Regions from separate parts of the Astyanax mexicanus genome. Here region 1 is linked to region 2. Evidence: chromatin contacts called from public Hi-C data. All regions are on one chromosome and are shown on one strand. Each heading gives the region's core, a stretch centred on a gene start, on an enhancer-like site or on the middle of the called end of the contact. The rest is flanking DNA. Distances are from core to core; before and after follow the strand shown. Region 1 holds the start of dstyk (dual serine/threonine and tyrosine protein kinase). Region 2 overlaps dstyk (dual serine/threonine and tyrosine protein kinase).

The links. A called contact is a pair of places that touch in the nucleus more often than the background predicts.
Region 1: a Hi-C map of muscle shows a contact between it and region 2, with 15 times the contacts expected there. The contact joins the promoter of dstyk here to the enhancer-like site in region 2. A contact is called at or near these places in 2 of 3 Hi-C or Micro-C datasets (both in muscle).

Annotation. Positions count from the first base shown.
Region 1 is chr24:31,799,484-31,803,564 of AstMex3_surface, reverse strand. It overlaps dstyk (dual serine/threonine and tyrosine protein kinase), which reads left to right and starts at 2,820. Exons shown (of 14, transcript XM_022682514.2): 1 at 2,820-4,081. The coding sequence starts at 3,953. It overlaps nuak2 (NUAK family, SNF1-like kinase, 2), which reads right to left and starts at 662. Exons shown (of 7, transcript XM_007256702.3): 1 at 247-662. The coding sequence starts at 477.
Region 2 is chr24:31,762,279-31,766,014 of AstMex3_surface, reverse strand. dstyk (dual serine/threonine and tyrosine protein kinase) reads left to right here. Exons shown (of 14, transcript XM_022682514.2): 9 at 1,618-1,774; 10 at 1,859-1,991; 11 at 2,097-2,210; 12 at 3,203-3,317; 13 at 3,473-3,607. Among protein-coding and RNA genes, the nearest start is that of dstyk, 37 kb to the left of the region's middle. Within about 2 kb of position 1,749, the one cell type or tissue checked has an H3K27ac peak away from gene starts, as active enhancers do.

The sequences.
Region 1 (4,081 bases), core at 1,571-4,070, 36 kb before region 2:
GTGGCACCACATCCGCAACAACGCAACCGCTGCTTTATTTAAGGTGGAACGGATAGTTCCAAAAAATTAAACGACTTTAGACGTTTAAATGTTAATAAATGTGTTTAAAACTATAATAAATGAAAGCAACTGCAACAAATCAAGTGTTTCAAGTCAGATCTTCATCTGATGCACAATCAAGCACAATTACACCACTTACACCACTCAGAATAAGAGATAAAGGAGCAAACAACTACAGGAACTCACCATTCTCCCAGATCTCTCCACAGCCTTCTTCACCTTCCCATAGGTGCCCTTCCCCAGAGTCTCCAGGAACTCGTACCTGTGCTTCAGGTTGTGTTTGTGATGGTGTCTCTTCACAGCTTGTCGTTTGGCCGGGGCTGGACTGGCACACTGCCCCCCAGCATGGAGACCCAAAGCTGCTGACTGGGCACCACTCTCCATGCCTACCTGAGCTCTACCCTCTAAAACTGGCATCTACTGCAACCTTCAATTAAACTTCTCCAAACATCTCAAACATCTCAATCAGTGAATTAAAGAAGGTCCGAGAATCAGCTGAAGACGATCTACTATCTCACCTGACTGAGAGACACACACTCACACAGGTAACACGCTCTCATACACACACACTCTCACACTCCGTCTGACTCTGAATTTAACCAGCCCTGGGCCAGAGAGAGCTGCCTCGTGAATATTTACGAGTGGGCGGGGCATCGTTGCAGAGTCAGGGTTGCCAGGTTTTGAGTTTTCGACGTTGATTACAAGCTGTGTCAAGCGATTAAAAATATTTATTAGAATAATTATAATCTTAATTGTGCTTCTACTTAAAATCAAGCTCTTAATAATATTAAGATAAGATTGGCAAAATTTAATTAAATTAGATTAAAACTTATATGCCCAGGGGTGTCCAGGCCTGCACGATTTTAAATATCGCGATAAACAATATTATTCTCATTTTAAGACATTTAAGATTATGCCACTGATATATTGATAATAAAACAATAAATAAGGAATTAATCATAGTTTGGGGAAGTTTTGGAAAAAAAAAACTTTTTATTCACCTACTGCAGAATTCCACACTGTGGAACATCAGTGAAAGTTTTCTTATATTCAGAATATATCATTATATATAATTCCATTTGAGACACTAAATCATAGAGTCTAGAATATAATCTCTATTTCAAAATACTAAGTCAAATTTTTCACTTTTCAAAATGTACATTATTTGCGATACTAAGTCAAAAGACAGTGGAATGTTTTGTTTTTATATTCAGAATTACAGTTTTTGAAAAAGAAAATCCATATAAGATATTGATTTTTAGAACATTTTTTTTTTTGAAATACTAAATCAAGTAATTTGCTAACTTAATTTTTTTGATAGTAGGTGAGAAAGATGTGAGAGAAATGTATACATATATGAGATGCTAAGTCAAAATGTCTAAAAAATATAAAATATTTATCTAGGATATACATTTAAAATTCCAGAAATTGTATTATTCATTGACATAAAATGTAGATAAAATGATTAATGAGATTTCATTCCAAGAACTTTGAAACATTTGTATGTTTCGTAAATACCAGCAAAAACGTTATGATGAAACTGGCTCTGATTAGAACTACCCCAAACTCAAAATACCTCAAAATACCTCATTATATAATTATTATATAGGTTTATCATTAATATGAATAAAATAATTATATTACTGTTTTTATTGTACGTATATATTATTATTATATATGGTGGATTAAATTATGTTTAAGTTTGAATTTAAATATTATAGAGAACTAAACGTTCATTAAACGTTAATCTTTGGGTTGCAGTTTACAGTAGTCGCCGCTAGATGGAGACAGATGACCTGTAAAGAGCTCCGCGCGTCACCGCGTGTGGAATCTGATCAATTTCAGATGTTCCGCCCTGAGAGCAAAACAGGATACCGATCCAGGTGAAAACACGAGAATGTTCTCCAAACTAAAACACACCGTGTTCTTTTACTGTTAAAAAAACGAGAAAAAGATACTCTGTTGAAGTTTTCCATTTTCACTGCTTTTCACACTAAACTAACAAAAAGAGGTTAGAAAAGAATTGTGTTAAAAACACAGAATCAGAGTGCAGTAATTATCAGCACTTCAAAAATAGGAATGATGACTATAAATAGTAACATTTTTATTCATTACATTTACATTTACGGCATTTGGCTAATGCACTTATCTTGAGTGACTTACAAGGTTATTCCTGTTACAGAGGTGGGTCAATGTAATGTTAGGAATATTGCCCAAGGACTCTTATGTGTGTAGCATAGTCTCTCACATGGTAGTTTACTGGCAGGTGGTGGTGTTATCCACTGCACCACATCAAAACTTTCTGGGATAAAAAAGAAATTATATCTACAAATCCTTATTATTAATCCTAGTTATTTATACTGAATATATATTTAATAAATGTAAAACTTCTCATATTTATTTTTTCATTTATTTATTTATTATTATTATTTTTTTAATATCATTTTATTTATACCAAATATGTTTACATACATTTAGAACTACTTTATATATACTTTTTCATTTATATTATTTTATATATATATTTTTTTATATATATAATTCTTTTTATACTGAATATACTTAAATCAATTTAAAACTACATCATATTTAGAAAGTTTTGTTTTTCACTATTTAAAGACATAATTTAAATATTAGGAAATCTCTCCTCTCCGCTGGTTTAATCTGTGAATTCCCCTCCGAGGATTTTACTCTGGTTTTGTTTTCGTCACCGTGTGTGTGTTTTGCTGCGGGACTACATTTCCCATGCTGCACCGCGCAGGCCCAGCCTTCAAAACATCGCCAGTGGCAGCAGCGCGGCGGCTGGGCAGCACTTCTCCGCCTCCCTGATTTTAGGGTTTGCAGTGATTAGGACAGCATGTCCCGCTGTATTTAGGCCCGGTCCGGGTCCGCTTACACTCCAGCTCCTTCCGGCGGGGTCCAGAGCGGCGGCTGAACCCGCAAACTCCGCGCCGCGGGAGGAGGAAAGTTGCCCGGCTTGGAAAAAGCTGCATCCCGGGAGCTCGCGGACTGTGCTCGGACTAACCTCCAGCGGATGGGCGGCTCGCCGGCTAAAACTGTCCGCTTCTTTTTCTGCTTTTTTGGGGGGTTGATGAGCTCGGACCCGCTGCGGGAGCTCGAATTATCCTGTATATTAGTTTATTAGACGGTTCTGCTGAGAGCTGGAGTGCTGTCTCACTTCTTGTTGTTTTGGTTGTTGCAGGAACTTTGGCTAAAGCTAGCTTAGCTTTGCCTGCAAAGTTTCTGGAATTTGTAGTTTTTGCGTTTCCAGGCTTTGAGGCTTTGGGGCATTGGTTGTATATAGAGTGTATGTGTATATTTTTCTGGGATTGTTTCTAGCCTCCTTTTTTTTTTTTTTTTTTTTTAACCAGCCTCTCCCTCTCTTTCGCTTATGCCAAAAATACCTTTGTCAAGTCAAGTGATCCTCTAATCCGGGCCTGCTCTGCTTTTTTCCTTTGCTTTTCCCTGATATGCACTGGAAACAAAGCTAGCTAAATCCAGGCTGCAGATTCTTACTTAAAAATCTTACTTTAAAATATTTAAAATAACTTTACATTTGGATTTCTGGACATTTGCAAGAGTTTGCAAATGCAAAATCACCTCCATCACCAGCAGTTAAAGCTAGTTTGAGTGTAAATGTGATGGAGAAGTAGGCCAGCCTGCTTTGGGAAAGCTTCTCTCCTGACTTTGGTGCTTAATTTAGTTCTTTACAAAATTATGGAGGTTCTAATATAGAACATTGGCAACAACTCACAATTCACACTACATATATACACACACATATATCTATACAGTCAGTCAGTCAGACTGTGGGTGTGTATGGTCCAGTAAAGCTAGAGCTGTATTAATGTCCTGTATGTTTATGTGATCCATTCATTCACTGTCCAAAAACATGGAGCCCAGTGGTCCTCAGAGATCTTCTCCTCTGGCCCGCGAGCTCACACGGGTCTTCGCCAACTATAATAAGCATGCAACCCAGCTGAGGAGGAACCTGAAGGAGACTGAAGCTTTCTTCAGAGAG
Region 2 (3,736 bases), core at 500-2,999:
GTTTTGTTCCGTGGCTGTTGTGCAGAGTGTGTGTGTGTGTGTGTGTGTGTGTGTGTGTGTGGTTAATCTCTGTACTGATTGGTTTCGGTTTGGTGGTGGTGTTGTAGCTCAGTCAGTCTGAGGTGTGAAGATTTTTTTGTTGTTTTTAAAGCGATAGTTTAACCCAACCCTCACTTCCTTTAAATTCACCCGGTCAGCAGAGTCACTGCAGCTCTGAGGCTTCTGTGGCTAACAAGTAATACAGGCCTATATGGTGCAAAGCATCACACACTCTTCTCAGACTGAGCCGAGGTGCCACATAATCACATAATCTCTATTAGACTCCAGTATGTGGTTTTTGACACTCTGATTGGCTGTTGTGTAAGCTTGGTATTGTTGTGAAATTCAACAGTGATGCACCAGAACTAAAAGCCAGAATAATTCATATAATTATTTATATAATTAATTTTAACTCACATTGTGCTCAGTGTAAAATACAGTACCACTTATCCAGACTATGAAGGAACACATAAGGAATCATGTAGTAACTTAAAATCAGTGTTAAACAAACCAAAAAATACTCTGTGAAGAAGTATTTACATGCTCTTATCTGGGGAGCTGTTTGTTGACTTGCAGTTTATGAGGCTGGTAACTCTGATACACATATCCTGTACAACAGAGGAAACTCTTCCTTTCCTGGGGTGGTCCTAATGACTGCAGTTTCATCATTATCTTAATGTTTGTTTTGGTCTTTTTTGCAGTGACTGCACTTGAGGATAAAACTTTAAAAGTTCTTGAAACTGATGTTTAGATTGACTTACCTCTATTTCTTCTTAGTCATTTTTTTCGTTACTTAGTTCTTGCATTTCATAATCTGGATTAGAACATTACTCAAATATTCACTATTCACTGTATACCTTTAACTCTAGCTCTTCACTACTTTACTTTAACTGATGCTCTCAAACACTTTATTAAGAGACAAGAAATTCAAGTAATTAACTCTTGACAATGCAATGCAAAAAATAGTATCATAGTATCATTCATTTTTGAGAGGATAAATTGTGCAGTAAATAATAATAATTGTATATAATTTTTTTTATTGTAAAGAAATTAGAGAGACAACATTACGAATTACACATTGCCGATTTCAGCAGTGTTTAATCCTTTAATCTGCTGTAATGGAAGGAGATGTAATGTTTGGAGTCTTGCCCTGCTGGCTTATTGGTGTTTTCCATTTCTGACTGGAAACTTATCGTCTCTTAAAGAAGAAACAGCACCACCCTGTGGATAAAGGCAAAAATGCACGTTTGGTCTAAGAGTCTTTAAACCAAATATGGATTAGGATCAGAAAATGTAAGAAAACCATATAAGATAAAAAGTAAAAATCTATTTCGATCTAGAAAACTAAGATTAAAGGAAGCATGGTTCCATATATTCCATGTATCTTACAGTAAACAGTGGCCAGTGTTATTGCACATGGGCAGACAGTAATAAAAACTATATATATATATATATATATATATATATATATATATATATATATATATATATATATATATATATATATATATATATATATAATCCATGCTAACAGGTTTACATTAAGATTGATTTATCCTTTGTTTGTTTATTTATCAGGTAAGCCGAAGCTGGGCCGGGAGCTGGGCCGGGGGCAGTATGGAGTGGTGTATTTATGTGATAAATGGGGAGAGCAAAACCCCTGCGCACTAAAATCAGTCGTCCCTCCCGACGATAAACACTGGAACGACTTGGCGCTGGAGTTCCACTACACACGGTAACACACACACACACACACACACAATCTGTTCTATATGATTGGTGAAGCTAAAGAAGTAATTTTTGTTTTGTTCTTATTCAGTTCTCTGCCGAAGCACGAGCGGCTGGTGAATCTTCACGGCTCTGTTATTGATCACACGTACGGGGGGGGCTCCAGTATAGCGGTGCTGCTGATTATGGAGAGACTGCACAGAGACCTGTACACAGGCCTGAAGGTACACACACACACACACACACACACACACACACTCTTAATATGCACAATAAACAAATAAATACATTTATTTTTTTTAAATCTCATTGTCTCCTTGTTTCTTTAGGCTGGTCTCTCTCTGAAGGAGCGTCTGCAGATCGCGCTGGACGTGGTGGAGGGGATTCGCTTCCTGCACGGTCAGGGGCTCCTGCACCGAGACATCAAACTAAAAAACGTCCTGGTGAGTCAAGAGTGTCAAATACAAGTCAAATAATATAGTTAAATATTTTATATATTAACAGAACATTTATTCTGACAGACTGTAATACACTACAGGAAGCATAGGGGGCACTCTATAATGCTCTATAATGCTCATATGATTCACACACTCATTCTGACGGACTGTAATACACTACAGGAAGCATAGGGGCGCTCTATAATGTTCAGATGATCTACATGGTTATTCTGACAGACTGTAATACACTACAGGAAGCATAGGGGGCGCTCTATAATGCTCTATAATGTTCATATGATCTACATGGTTATTCTGACAGACTGTAATACACTACAGGAAGCATAGGGGGCGCTCTATAATGCTCTATAATGTTCATATGATCCACATGGTTATTCTGACAGACTGTAATACACTACAGGAAGCATAGGTGGCGCTCTATAATGCTCTATAATGTTCATATGATCCACATGGTTATTCTGACAGACTGTAATACACTACAGGAATCATAGGGGGCGCTCTATAATGGTCTATAATGTTCATATGATCCACACTCTCATTCTGACAGATTGTAATACACTACAGGAAGCATAGGGGGCACTCTATAATGCTCTATAAGGTTCATATGATCCACAACACGCTCATTCTGACGGACTGTAATACACTACAGGAAGCATAGGGGGCGCTCTATAATGCTCTATAATGTTCATATGATCCACAACACGCTCATTCTGACGGACTGTAATACACTACAGGAAGCATAGGGGGCGCTCTATAATGCTCTATAATGTTCATATGATCCACATGGTTATTCTGACAGACTGTAATACACTACAGGAAACAGAGAGGGCACTGTATAGTCCTTTTATAATGTACATGCTTATTCTGACACTCTGTAATACACTCTAGGGGAGTGTTTAGTTTGATAGATCTTGTGGAAAAGCCTGAAAGACCCTGAAGGTTCCTCACTGTTGTAAATATGTTTTTTTTTTTTGTTTTAGCTGGATAAGCAGAACCGAGCGAAGATCACAGACCTGGGTTTCTGTAAACCTGAGGCCATGATGTCCGGCAGCATCGTAGGAACACCGATACACATGGCCCCAGAACTGTTTACAGGTAACACGCTTTATAACTCTACACCAGTAAGGGAGGGGTTTCTGATAAAGTGACCAATAAGTAGATACATGACATCAGAAATCATATTTTGAATTGGATCTGAGGTTGTTTGTTAATGTGTGTGTGTGTGTGTGTGTGGGTGTGTGTGTGTTTAGGAAAGTATGATAACTCGGTGGATGTGTACGCGTTTGGGATCCTGTTCTGGTATCTCTGTACTGGATCTGTTAAACTGCCTGAAGCTTTTGAGAAATGCTCCAGTAAAGACCAGCTGTGGACCAACGTTAAGAGAGGTATCTCTTTACATTACATTACATTTTCGGTATTTAGCAGACGCCCTTATCCAGAGCGACTTACAACAGTGCTTCAAAGTTACTTCAGATATCCAAAGCTAGTTTGTGGACTAGGATCAAGAGATACAT